Regions from separate parts of the Mus musculus genome. Here region 1 is linked to region 2. Evidence: chromatin contacts called from public HiChIP or PLAC-seq data. All regions are on one chromosome and are shown on one strand. The core of a region is the stretch at or near the end of the contact, and the rest is flanking DNA. Distances in the headings are between cores, read along the strand shown. Region 1 has its middle 55 kb from the start of Gm36784. Region 2 holds the start of Barx1 (BarH-like homeobox 1).

Evidence for each region. HiChIP or PLAC-seq counts read pairs in DNA pulled down with a chosen protein or histone mark.
Region 1: a contact with region 2 is called in an H3K4me3 HiChIP or PLAC-seq map of craniofacial prominence, with 2.4 times the contacts expected there. The contact joins the enhancer-like site here to the promoter of Barx1 in region 2. A contact is called at or near these places in 9 of 39 promoter capture datasets (the 3T3-L1 cell line, the C10 cell line, the SN4741 cell line and 6 more), 3 of 484 Hi-C or Micro-C datasets (embryonic fibroblasts and round spermatid), 6 of 115 datasets of contacts at active chromatin or transcription factors (craniofacial prominence, embryonic basal ganglia, embryonic forebrain and 3 more) and 2 of 9 other capture datasets (adipose tissue and embryonic stem cells).

What each region holds. Positions count from the first base shown.
Region 1 is chr13:48,759,873-48,766,583 of GRCm38.p6, forward strand. It overlaps the pseudogene Rpl17-ps6. Among named protein-coding and RNA genes, the nearest start is that of Gm36784, 55 kb to the left of the region's middle. Within about 2 kb of position 4,174, at least 6 of the 459 cell types and tissues checked have an H3K27ac peak or open chromatin away from gene starts, as enhancers often do.
Region 2 is chr13:48,661,292-48,668,063 of GRCm38.p6, forward strand. It overlaps Barx1 (BarH-like homeobox 1), which reads left to right and starts at 1,745. Exons shown (of 4, transcript NM_007526.4): 1 at 1,745-2,048; 2 at 3,735-4,026; 3 at 4,110-4,194; 4 at 4,537-5,216. The coding sequence starts at 1,826. The coding sequence ends at 4,701. Gm36606 (a long non-coding RNA gene) reads right to left here and starts at 1,501. Exons shown (of 4, transcript XR_382336.3): 1 at 1,248-1,501.

The DNA of each region.
Region 1 (6,711 bases), core at 2,924-5,423, 100 kb after region 2:
TTCTAATCTATCCTCATTCTGCTTCTCTCAAAGACTCTGAGCTGTGGTGGTCCAAAGTCCCAGTTTGAAAGTGGGTCCTTTCTACAAATCAGATGTATGTGGTCTTGACTCACGGCTGCTTAAGTGAGTGGGGTACACGTGGAAGGTAGCCTGGCAGGGAGGGACAGCAAATCCCATCCTCAGCTGAAGCCATATGCAATGGCCTTGGATCACTGACCCTGGAAATGCCAGCTGCCCTAGAAACTGTCCCTTTCCAACTGACAGGTTGGACCCTTACCCAGGACATTTCCCTCTTGTCCCTGGGGAGGCCTTGCTTAATCCTTGGTCCTGGGTTAGCTCAATGGTCCTTTGAAATCGACCATGTAGTGAAAAGACTACCTACACAGGAGAAGGTAGCCATGGCAACCCCTGACCCTTGAGCTCCCAGAACTGTCAGTCCCCTTCACTGCCCAGTCCCCTCTACCCCAGAGCTGTGAGGCCGGTACCTCAGAGCCTCAGAGCACAGCTGTGGAGGGACACAGTGGAGGCCAAGAAGCTGAGGGTAGTCTCCATGAGACCTCCACTCATCACCCTCTGCCTGCCTGAGCCATGCCTAGAAAGATTCAAAACTCTGTGTGTGTGTATGTGTGTGTGTGTGTGTGTGTGTGTGTGTGTAGGCCGGGACCCCAGCTCAGTTGGTGAGATGCTTACCTAGCATGCACAAGCCTTGGATTTGCTTCGCCAACAACTCACAGAACTGGAGTGTTGGTACCCACCTGGGAGCTGGAGGCAAGAGTGATTCTCAGCTACAAAGAGAGTCAGGTCAGCCAGGGCTTCAGGAAACCCTGTCTCAAACACCAGCAGCATCACCCGAAGTTCCTATGTGCAGGACTTCCAAGCCTGGGCACCCAGGGGCCCAGGGGTACCACCCCAGCACTATTATCTGGGGTGCCTTTCACAGGCTTGACAGGGCCTCTCATTGCTACGATCCCTCACCCCTGGCTCCTTAGCTGCTTATTCTCAGCTGTGTGAAGAAGTCATAAACCACGGAGCCTGCCCAGGTATTTATTTTAGTTAGTAAAAATGCTTTGCACTTTGCCAAGAGCCATTTGCCTTTAATTGGAAACTTTTGAGGCATTAAGAATGCACTGGGGTTCAGGACCGTCTGCAGGCTATGGAGTCATCGATCATACGAGGGAGGCTTTGGACCAGGTGGAGCAAAGGCAGCCTTTTAGTGAATCCACCTCCCTTAATGGACTCATTTATAACTCGCAAGACTGGGTCGCACTTTTCCTCCATAGCTTCAAGGAGGCCTGCCAGCATGGCGGAGAGCAACTCACAGCTGTTGACTGTGATTGAGGAAGCCAGGAAAACCAAAATAGGAGGAGACAAAGGCCAGTGAAAGGAGGGGCCTGTGCCTGACATACACAGGCAGACTCTCTGTACTATGCAGGAGGCGGGAAAAGAGAGAGAGGCCATCTTTAGCTCATTCTAGAAACAGTGAGCCATTAGCTTGGATCAGAGAGTTCCCCCTGGTTGTCAGACCTTCAGGCCAGAACACCTCAGTCCCCATGACTGTGCTGGCTTACATGACGATTGGTGTCCCCCATCCCCACCCCAAGTTAGTAACTGAAAACAGCATGCCTTTATTAACAGCTTTTTGTGAATCTGGAAGGCGGGAACAACTTGGTCACATGGGTCTACCCTGAAGCTGTAGGCTCGACATCAGGTGACTTTACTGGACCGGGTGGACCTGCCTCTGAACTCACCCTATGACTGCTGGCTAGAAATCTCAGCTTCCCACCACAGGGGCCTGTCCCAGGGTAGTCTGAGGGCACTTGAACATGTCACCTACCCCAGAGTAGGTGATCTGAGAAATTGGTCAGCAGGGAGGGAGCAGAGGAAGGTTATACAGAGAGAGGAGAGAGAGAGAGAGAGAGAGAGAGAGAGAGAGAGAGAGAGACCCACAGACAAACAGAAGAAAGTATTCAGAAACAATTACCCTCACCTCTGCTACTATATGTCAAATATTGGGTTGAACAATATCCCTCAAGACCCAGGCATACCCAGAAACTTGGGATGTGAGACTGGAACTCTCAACTTGGTTGGGAGATGGGAACCTGAAGATATGACTAAGATAAAGTTAGAGCAGGCTAGCCTGGGACTTAATTCTAGATTCATAGAAGATAACCACTGACAGATACAGAGCCAGAGGAGATGGCAGGAGGCCTGTGATCATGAGGGCAGAGGTTGGGGTGATGGATCTATAAGCCAAGTGTTATCCATAGGCCTTTAATGTGCCCAGGAGCCCCTGTGTCAACCTGCTTGGTTCCCATCCCACGGCGCTACTGCAGAGTGGTGGAAACTTCAGGGAGCGGGGCCAAGTGGAAGGAAGTTAGGGTGTGGTACCATGGCCTTGAAGGGAATATTGAGATGCTGCCCTTTCCTCTGCTTCTTGGTTGCTGTGAAGTGAGTGCCCTTCTATCACTGGCTTCCACTTCGATGACCAAGCCCAAGGCAATGAAGCCAGAGGTTGGTGGCCCCAAACCTTTGAGGCTCTGAGCCAAAGTCAACCTTTTCAGTTGATCGCCTCAGGTGTTTTGTCACAGTAATGGAAGGCTGACCCAGCATGCTGCAGATGGCCAACAGCATTAGAGATGCAACAGAGGCTCGAGATGGAACAGAGGTGCAAGATGGATGCCCCCTTTGGAATTTCAGGAGGTTGCAAGCCCGGTAGACACAGTGACTCCAAAGCCCTGGCCTCCAGAACTGCGGGAAGATAAATCCGTGCCAAGCAAGCCACCCGCCTTGCACTGAGTTAACACATACCACAGCAGCTTTGAGCCAACCTAGGCTACAAAGTGAGAAGAAAGTTGCTGCTCCACACCCAACTGGTCTAGGGTAGTGGGGAACACAGCAGAAGCAGTGAGACTGTGGGAGGAGCCTTGACTGCATCTTCGGCTTTGAGGTGGGTTCCTGGGTCAGGAGCTCCATCTCCTGCAACATCATACTGGGGGTGGGGGAGGGGGATAAGGCATCCCACAAGCAGCAGTTAGGACAGCTGTGTTTCTGCAGGCTGGGCAAATGCCAGTGCCAACCATGATACCCAAGGACGTAATCTCTGAACACAATAATCCCCAAATTGGGAAAAAATTAAAGTAAGAGAAGTTTCGCTGTCATCGTTGTTTTATGCTGAATTTATTCCTGCACCGTAAGGCTTTATTTCTTCGGTTCCTTCTTGGTATCTCTTTCTTCTGTGCAGCCTCCTCTTCTGGCTTTTGGAGAAATGTGTCCCTTTTCAGTGAGGGTCATCTCAGTGTGGCAGGGGGAGTTCACGCATGAGCTAATCCATCCGTGAGCCCTGGGAGTCTGTCCTCGGATCTTTGGTGCTTTGTGACACATTCAGTGACTAGAGACTCTCCAGCTAAGCCCTTCCGTTCAGCATCATTCTCTGTATGTGTAATCACGTGCAGCCAAAATTCAGCACTTCTTGGCCACTAACCCTGTTGTCCAGCCTCACTGTTTGGCCTGGATGCACCTACCAACCCCACGGTTATACTGCCAGAACGGCACATGTGGCTTCTTTAAAGTGGCACCTTAGGTACTTGGTGGCTTTCTGGATATGTACAATCTTGATGGCCTGGGTAGTTTCCCATATATTCCTAAAGTGAACATGAGATTTGAATGTTTTGATTTTGTAGGGGCTTCTGAGTCAAGAGAGCAACAAAGCATCTTCCCGGGTCACCTCGGGTTGCTTACAGGAAGAGGGGAAACATTTTAAGGAGAAAAAAACCTACAAAGACAATTGAATATATGATAGAGCGGGTTGCAGGGATAGATTCCGGGCAATCGCATGGAGGGGACCAGGGTCAGGCTGGCTTTCCTGGATGTACTGTGGTGATCACTTTTTTCCCAGGACATGGAGAGTCTGTTGAAGGTGCTCACATGCGCGCTTTCCTGGTCCTGCTCTTTCTAAGGCTCTTCTGTGGTTCATCGTTCACCAACACACACGTCCCTGTTAAACTGTCCCATCTTGGGTACACATGTTTAAGCTTTAGGCTCCTAAATGCCCTCTGTCCAGACGCTTGTTCCCACATACAGACTGTCACTGAGCTGATAGGCAATGTGTGTGACCCAGCAGCAACACCCTTGCGCAAGTGTCACTCGGCCTCCTCAGACAAAGGCAGCCTTTCCTTGTTGCTGTGCAGGGTTCCCCTTCTCATCAGATCCTGTTTGCCTGACAATGGAGTTCAGCCCTCTTGCATAATCCTTTTCTCCCTTGTCAGATGCAGATTAAGGGATTTTTTCTCAAGATTCCTGTTGGTGTAATTTTAAAAACACGATTGCTCTGGCTAGACTCTGGGATCAGTGTCCACCCTCCGCCATCTCGCTCAGCCCCCCACAGCTAGCAAATGCCTTTCTCATAAACACCACCGGGAGCTTTGATCACTCTGCACTGACCAAGCACCTCCTCAGCTAGCTCCGCCAGCTGCCAACCACCACCAACTGACCTGCCACTGTGCCCTTTCTCCTGCTCATCTGAGTCACTGAGGATGGAAAACACCAGACAGCCTTAATATTTTAATACCAGCCGGGTAACACAACCACTGGGAGTGGAATCTATTGTCCTAAACTCAACAGTTACCCTTATCAGAATTCTTCCGGTGGTGATGGCGGAGACTGTCACCCGTTCTAATAGCCTCCAGGCCTACAGGGTGGATGTGATTCTCCTGTCTCTCTCTCTCTCTCTCTCTCTCTCCTTCTCTTCCTCCTCCTCCTCCTCCTCCTCCTCTTCCTCCTGGGACCTGGAAATCCCACCTCTATTCCTTTGCCCAGCAATTGGCTTCTACCATCTTTATTGACGCCATCAAGAAGCAATTAGGGAACCAGATTTTAGCTATCAGGTCCTCCCCCTATGGATTCCAGTATTCAGGAAGACAGTCTTTAAGAGCTATGATTTGGGGAGCTTTACATTTTAGTGATTTTGCTCTTTGGGGGACCAATATTTGAGACTACAGTGTATCTTTTGGAAGTGTGGTGGGTACTCCAGGCTTAGGGAATGGTTTTCAGCTAACACCGGGCAGCCACTCAGGTTGAATGGCAACTTCGTGGCTGATTCCACAGACGATCTTCACTTTTCTACCGAGACCCAACGGCAGAGCAAGAGTGGACTCAAAGGAGGGCAGTCATCTCTGCAGTCAGGGCCTTGCTCCCACATCCCAGCAACCGGAAATTCACCTGCCCAAGGCTCCAAACAGCAGCTGCCACCAACGCTCCAAGTACCATTGGATCTGCTGGAACTGGTGGTCCAAGTCTCCAAGTCACCTGCACAATGTCCTGGACCTATTGCAATGGAATATAATCCCAGGCCACACCCAAAGCCTGTCTCTTTTGGGTGGCTCAGTCAACAGGTCAGAGGGGCAACTCATCAGCATGAAGAAGCCCACCAGGCCTCAGGCCTCTTTCTTGATTGTGCACACGAGTGACCGGATGCAAGTTGATATTTCACCCTGTGTGATGGCTAACACAGATCACTAACAAGTCAGGGACTAGAGTCACCTGGAGACAAACATCTGGGCACGTCACATCTGTGAGGGGATTTTAGGTTAGGATAATTGAAGTGAAAACCCCCACCCTAAATGTGGACAGCAATGTGACCAGTTGCCTCACGTCCCTGTCACCATGCCTTTCCCACCATGATGGACTGGACCTTTAGAGTGTGACCCAAAATAAACCATTCCGTCCTTAAGTGCTTCTGTCAGGCATTTTGTTACAGCAGCATCATGTCCCATACAACAGGCCCATAGAACTTTTGCCAAGGTGGAAGTCCTGGATTGTCTCCTCTGTAATATGTAAATGTCTTACCCATCAGGGTGGAGTTGTTGCCATTTCCTTACTAGGTACCCTCAGCACAATGCTGTCAACCCAATAGATCAGTGTGATGTCAGGGAAATATGAGAGTGAGTCTTGTGAACAAATTATAGTCGAGCTAGAGAGTTGGCATGCCTCTGAGCAAGGATGGTGGCTGAAGGTGTAGTGCTGGCCTTGTTGGCTGAAAGCAAACCACTTCTGGTTGTGTCCATGGACAGGGCTGTTGGGAAAGTATTTGTTGCATCTGTGGTTGCACATCTGGTCCCAAGGCATGAGTTCACATATCCAAGTGTACTGGCTGGCTTTGTGTGTCAACTTGACACAGGTTGGAGTTATCACAGAGAAAGGAGCTTCAGTTGGGGAAGTGTCTCCATGAAATCCAGCTGTGGGGCATTTTCTCAGCTGGTGATTAAGAGGGGAGGGCCCATTGTGCGTGGTGCCATCCCTGGATTGGTAGTCTTGGGTTCTAGAAGAGAGCAAGCTGAGCAAGCCAAGGGAAGCAAGCCAGTAAGCAGCACCCTCCATGGCCACTGCATCAGCTCCTGCTTCCTGACCTACATGAGTTCCAGTCCTGACTTCCTTGGTGATGAACAGCAATGTGGAAAGTGTAAGCTGAATAAACCCTTTCCTCCCCAAATTGCTTCTTGGTCATGATGTTTGTGCAAGAACAGAAACCCTGACAAAGACACCAAAAAATAAAACCACATCTGGCGTGACAGCTGCAAGTGTAGTCTCTGCTTGGCAGAGATTAGGACCATCTCCATCCCTCTCCCGAATCTGTCTCTCTTGCTGAATGCAAATAGGAGATACAAATAGAGACATGGAAGTCACCGCCCCTCACATTACACCTCTAGTTTTCCA
Region 2 (6,772 bases), core at 495-2,994:
GCTTCCCTTCAGTCCTGATGGTGGTCTCCTGACTCAGAAAGTCGCTGCACATTTGGCTGAGCTGTAGCAATGAGCTTTGGGGGGGGGGGGTCTGCATCTCAGCAGAACATTTGGAAAGATGCCCTTTGTCCCCTTCCCAGGCTCAATGGTCAAAGGCTATTGGTCATTTCTTAGTGTCCCGGATGCTACAGTCCAGTAGGCTTCTGAGCCCTCCACCCCAACCCCGTCAGCAGGCAGAAGAAATTATTTCAACTTGGAGAGTTGGGATATAGTGTGATGAACTCAGTTTCCCAGCAGTGAGGGCTTAGGCTCTGTGGAGAGCATTCGTGGGAAGTAGGAGTGGCTTAAAACATGGAGTCCAGTCTAGGAAGGCTGGACAGGGTGGAGACAGAACCCAAGACTCCTGAGAGAGGCAGATAGGAAATACAGCAAGTCCTCTCCTAGCCTCCTGAGGACACCCTACCCTTCTTGCTACCCCTGAACAGCTGGCATGGGTCACCCTGGGTATAGAAAAGTCTCACCTTCCATCCCCACAAACTCCCTGGAGCCAAGAGTCAAGTCTTCCAGACTTGAGACAGCTCAGAAACTGTCAGTGCCAAGACTCAAAGAGGCACACTCAACAGAGGTTAATTTGGGGAGAGAAAAAGAGAATGATCTAACAGCCCCATCTTTAGTCCTGTGAGAGACTGGAGGCTCAGAGATGGAGCTAGGTCCCCAGACTCTCAGAGTATTCCATGATCCCCTGCCTCAAAGTTCATCCAGTGACAGTCTTTCCCCTTTTTATTCATCTGCCCTTATTCTATCCCTTGCTCTAAGTAAACATAACTCAGCCCACTAAGTCTGGTGGTTGCCAGAGAAAATGTGTCCAGGTAAGCTTAAATTAGAAATTTAGGTAAATCCTAGTTGGAGAATCTTTTTTTTTTTCTCCCAGGGTAGCTTCAGAGATTTGAGATCAAAATGGTAAACTGAGGTTGGGGTGGACAGGGAAGGGGGGGAAGTGGTGCACAGGCATGGTCACCACCCTGCGAGTTACACCCCGGTGTATTGCACTGGATCCCTACAGCATCTCGCAGACCTGGGAAAGCTGTTTAAGGCTACCCCTTTCCCAGCTTGGCTTTTGCCCCTCCTCCTCACCACCACTCCAGCCCCTCCCCATCCCACCCAGTCCGCTGGCCTTGCTGCTGTGCCCTCCCCGTGCCCTCCTGCACCTCTGGGGCTCTCTCCTCTCTACGTCTCGGCGCACTCACGTCTAAGAGGCGTCTTGGACACCTTCACATCACTGCCTAGGATCCTGCGTGGTCCTTGCTGTCTGTCTTCAGACTTTTTCACGCCTCTCATTCAAGATCCTCGGTTTGCCCATCTCCGCAGTGTCCTATCCTCAGGGCTGTCCTCTTGGGCGAGCTCTCCTCTTTTTCCCTTGGTCCCGGCCTGCGAGCCCCTATCCCGGGCTCTTTCCCTCCTTCCCTCCTCTCAACCTCCTTTCCTCCCTCCTGGGTCCCTCCCTCCGGCTGGGCCTAGTGGGTGGGGGGCGGCAGCGCGGGGCGGGGCGGGGCAGGGCGGGCGGGGCAAGGCAGTGACGCGGGGCTGGCCAGGCTAGAGGCGCGGCGGCGCGGGGCGGGGACGCAGTCCCGGGTCCGACTGGCCGAGCCCCGCGCGCCCCGCCCGCGCCCTGCGCCTCCGCCCGGCCAGCCGGCGGGGGAGGGGGCATGAGCCGGCGCCCGCGCGCCGCCGCGAGCTGCGGGCCGGCCTAGAGCCCCGCGCGGGCCCCGCGCCGGAGCTTAGCCGCCGTCGCTTCCTAGCCGCGGGCGCATCCCCGGGAGCCGCGATGCAGCGGCCAGGGGAGCCGGGAGCCGCGCGCTTCGGTCCGCCCGAGGGCTGTGCGGATCACCGACCGCATCGCTACCGCAGCTTCATGATCGAAGAGATCCTCACTGAGCCTCCGGGGCCCAAGGGCGCAGCGCCCGCGGCCGCCGCTGCCGCCGCGGGCGAGCTGCTCAAGTTCGGCGTACAGGCGCTGCTGGCCGCCCGGCCCTTCCACAGCCACCTGGGTACGTGCAGCGGCCGCCGCGCAGAGGACTGGGCTTGGCGGGCGGGTGGGAGTCGGAGACCTGGGGTTGTCCGTAATTCATCCTCTTTCTCCCCTGTTTCTGGAGCGACCTGGGATGCAGCTCAGCGCAGGCCCGAGGCACCTACCTCTCTTCGCGCACTCCAACGGGAAAGTGGAGGGTGCGAGCAATGAGCTAGGCAGAAACCAGGCCTTGTGTCCTCGCGTCAGACCAGAAGAGAGTTTGTCTTCTGCTTCAGGGCGGCTTCGAGTTTTTTCGAATCGGGTGATAGGCGAGGCCAGGAGCCAGAGACCGCATCCCTATGGTTGCTACAAAATCAATCTACCGAGCACTCTGGATCAAAATGACTTCAAACCAGGGGAAGCCTGAGTTTCGCGGTAGGGTTGGCTGGGCATAACAGTAGCTGCCCAGACTGGGAAAGCTCTGGAGAAGAGGGTCGTGTCGCATAGTGTTGGATGCCCAAGCCATCCAGGAGCCTTTCAGAACCCCGTGCTTTCCAGTCAGCAACCGACCGAGGCCTGTGCTGCGGCCAGGGTCTCCGTAGGCCTTGTTTGAGGGAAAGAGGCCTGGTTGTGATCCGCTGCCCAGTTGGTCCTTCCATCCCGAGATCTGCTGGGCTTTCGTGCGTCTTGAAGCACTTGCTCAGATCTTTTCTGTCTCCGTCTTGTCTCTTGGGAGATTGTGAGGCAGTCTGCCCTGTACTGCATCTCGGCTTAGGGCTTAGTGACTCTCTTTGGTTGACCTCCTTCCTAGCCTTTTGGTAAAGTGGATCTGTCTCCCCTCTACCTCTCCCCCTCCGCAAGATTCTCTTCCCACTTCCTGCTATGTTTTCTATGCTCCCCTTACCCTGATGGTTCTCAGCCAGGCAGATCCATCCTTTCCAGTATCTCTTTTAGGAGAAGCCTACCAGGAAAGGAAGCGTCCAATATAGACTCCAGCTCAGCTAGCGGCCTCCGGAACCGGCCCCAGATTCTGTCCAGTCTTGGTAGCAGCCAGTCCAGTTTGCCTCTTTGATGTTCATCTGGTTCACAGCCTCTCTGCTGCCGTTCACTATAAAAGGACTCTGTTGTTGGCAATTCGTTTGAAGCGGGCAAACAGCCGATTTAGGGCTAAAGAACATGGAGAGGTCTTCATGCTTCTTGGGGGGAGGGGGTCTGAACAGAGGAAACAAGAAAGACAATTTTCAGGTTCAAAGGATGCTTTGGTGACCCTTTCCTCGCCAATGTCCAAGCCTCAGCCAGTGATGTAGGTACAGCGCCCAGAAAAACAAATGCTCACATTCCACAACGTTCTTTTCCCAATGCAAAAGCTCCCCCACCCCCGCCCCCGCTTCCAAATTCACCCGTTTCTTCTTAGTTTCTCTTTTTCACGAAAGGCATACTCTATGTCCTCGGAGCAGCGAACTTGCTCTAAAGCATCCTGAAATCTCGGAGCCTACTGGCTCATGGGGACTCCAAAAAAGAGCAAAGGATGCGAGGGATACTCTTTTCTAGACTCCTCGGGATAGCTACCTGAAGGAGGGTCGCCCAGGATGCTGGGTTTAAATCCCCAGGGAGTGGCTGGTTCGGGCTCCCAAACGCAGCAAAGCGCTGTGGCGTGGGAGGCTGGAATCCAGTTCACCCAGATCTTTCTCTCTTCTCTCTCTCCCCTTCTCTCTTTGCTCTGTAGCGGTGCTGAAGGCTGAGCAGGCCGCAGTGTTCAAGTTCCCACTGGCGCCGCTCGGCTGCTCCGGGCTGGGCTCGGCGTTGTTGGCCGCCGGGCCTGGGATGCCCGGCCCCGCAGGCGCATCGCACCTGCCGCTGGAGCTGCAACTCCGCGGGAAGCTGGAAGCAGCTGGCTCTGGTGAACCTGGCGCGAAAGCCAAGAAAGGACGCCGGAGTCGCACCGTATTCACTGAGCTGCAGCTGATGGGGCTGGAGAAACGCTTCGAGAAGCAGAAGTACCTCTCTACCCCTGACAGGTAGTGCCGGGCAAGACTGGGCTCGAGGGAAGGGTAGGCAGGTGGTGGCCTGACCCGCTGAGGGTGTGCGTTACTCTTTCCAGAATAGATCTAGCTGAGTCCCTGGGCCTGAGCCAGTTACAGGTGAAGACGTGGTATCAAAATCGGAGGATGAAATGGAAGAAAATAGTAAGTGTGGCTGGTGGCTTCCTGCGGGCTGGGGTTTCCTGGGCTTTGTCCTTGGTGTCCTCCAAGAAATACCTTCCCGCCCTCCTCACACTAAGACTTCTGCCCATCCCATCCCGTGAACTGCTGTGTCTGCTTGGGTTCATTAGGACAGAACCCCCATCCCCGGCACCTCCTGGCAGCTTCTAACTCCTCCATCTTCCGCTCGTTCTCCTCAGCAGTTCTTTAAACCTCCACCGTTTCTTTAGGGCCTAGAGTCACTGTGATGCCGTGGTTGGGCCCTGGGCATCCGGTGGTCCTTGATCGGATTCTTTCCTCACCTAGTACTGTTCATTCACGGAACAGGTGCTGCAAGGTGGCGGCCTGGAGTCCCCCACCAAGCCCAAGGGACGGCCCAAGAAGAACTCCATCCCCACGAGCGAGCAGCTCACGGAGCAAGAGCGTGCCAAGGAGACAGAGAAGCCAGCGGAGACGCCGGGCGAGCCCAGCGACCGAAATTGCGAGGACTGAGCGTCGCCGAGGATGCGGCTGGCGCGGTCGGCGGGGACCCAGGAGCTGGCCCTTCCGCGTCCATGCCGTTTGCTTTCTAATCATTTCATTACTACTTTGAATGCGGACAATTAAGGGCCAGACAAGGAAGGACACAGGCCCGGAAGCCAATCCCAGGTGTCAGCGAGCTTCTGTCCCCAGTCTGGGAGACTTGTGTCCAGCGTGGCCGAAGCTTCTGGTCTTTCTCGGACCTCCGCAGTGTGCGGCGCTCCACGCTCATTCACGCCCCGCTCCTTGCCCACACTTTTATCCCCGGCCTCCAGCCGGCCTTCTGGGCCCGGACACCGGCAGGCACACACTTACTTCCGCGCCTTGGGGACCCCGCCACCGGGTGCAGGTCCCTATGGCCCTGCCCTGCAGAGCAGAGTCGTCTCTAGCAGATCAGCTGATACCTGGCCTCCCCATGTCGCTGAGGCTTCTACCCCTCTCTTACAAAGACGGTGACTCTTTTTTCCAATAAAATATTTTATGACACAGTGGGGGACTTGATAGCGGGCTTCCGAATTCGTGAGGGATAGAGGGGCCATGAGGTAGGAAATTGCAAGCGGTGCCTACTGGTTACCTACTGGCCCAAGCACTGCAGTTACTTAGGTATTAACCCTGAGTGTGAGGGGCCAGTATAGACTCTCCCTTCCCAGGTGTGGGGTTCCTGGAGGGGGGGGCACCATCAGAGATATCAGTCAGCCACCATTTCAGAAGTGTCCCAGAGCTCTGAGTTGATTAGGTCTCCTGGAACTTCCTTAGGAAGTCCCTGATCAGTTCTTTTGATGCTCCCAACCAAAAAGGTCTCAGTTGGGGTTTTTTTTTTTGGGGGGGGTGATCATATGACATTCCGTCTCTGTGTTTGGTGTTTGGGGGTCATGGTGACCACCTGTTTACTAGCTAAAGCTCAGAAAGGGAGTACAACTTGACCATGCCGTTTTTTGTTTTTGCTTTTTTGGGGTTTTTTTTGTTTTTGTTTTTGTTTTTGTTTTTGTTTTTTTGGACACATTATCATTCGAAGTCATGTCCTTTCGTGTCCCCAAAATGCTGTAGGCTTTGTGATTTGGTTTTGGGTTTGGATTTTGGTAGTCCTTACTTTAAAACAAGGTCTCACGTCCTTATCCTCACTGCCCTGGAACTTGCTATGTAGACTAGGTTAGTCTTGAACTCAGAGTGTGGCCTGCCTCTGCCTCCCAAATGATGGGATTAAAACACACACACACACACACACACACACACACACACACACACACACACACAGTAAGGCTTTTAAGTTTAAGAATGTGGTAGTCACCTGTGTTGGTGGTTATCCTCTTTATTTTTAAAATATTGTATTTTCCTGTGAGTGAGTGTGTGTGTGTGTGTGTGTGTGTGTGTGTGTGTGTGTGTGTGTGTGGTGGAGTGGGTATGTGCACCTGAGTGCAGCTGCGGGGCAGGGCTAGAGAAATCCAGAGTCCCTGGGAGCTGGAGTAGGGGCAGTTGTGAGCCGAGGGATACAAGGGGTACAAGGGACATGGATGCTGGGATGCAGCATTTGGGGATTCTGCAAGATCAGCATTGGAGCTCTCAAGTGCTCTTCTGCCTCTCCAGCTCCAGACTTTCTATGTCTGCTTAGATGCTCCCTTCCTAGAACCCAGTTTACACTGCTCCTTGCAATTTCCAGCGTCGTGGTCTGGAGAAACTAAAACTCATGTTTTGTGAGGGCTTTGTAAGAAGTTTCTTTTGGCATCCCAGTCCTGCTAGGTTTGTGAGAGACCAGCTCTGCTTTGGGCTCTTAATTCAGCCTCACAAACAGCCCGAGGAAGGCTGCAACCCTGACCACCTAGAGGAGTGTGTGTGTGTGTGTGTGTGTGTATGTGTGTGTGTGTGTGTGTGTGTATGTGTGTGTGTGTGTGTGTGTGTGTGTGTGTGATACTGTGCCCCTCTAATTCCTTCCGGTCCCAGATTAGCTCACCCCAGCAGTGTTATTAAGAAATATTCTTGTAGCAGGCCCTAGCAGTTATTTGGGCTGATCCTTACAGCTCAAAAGGAAGGTGACCAGAAGGCCTGG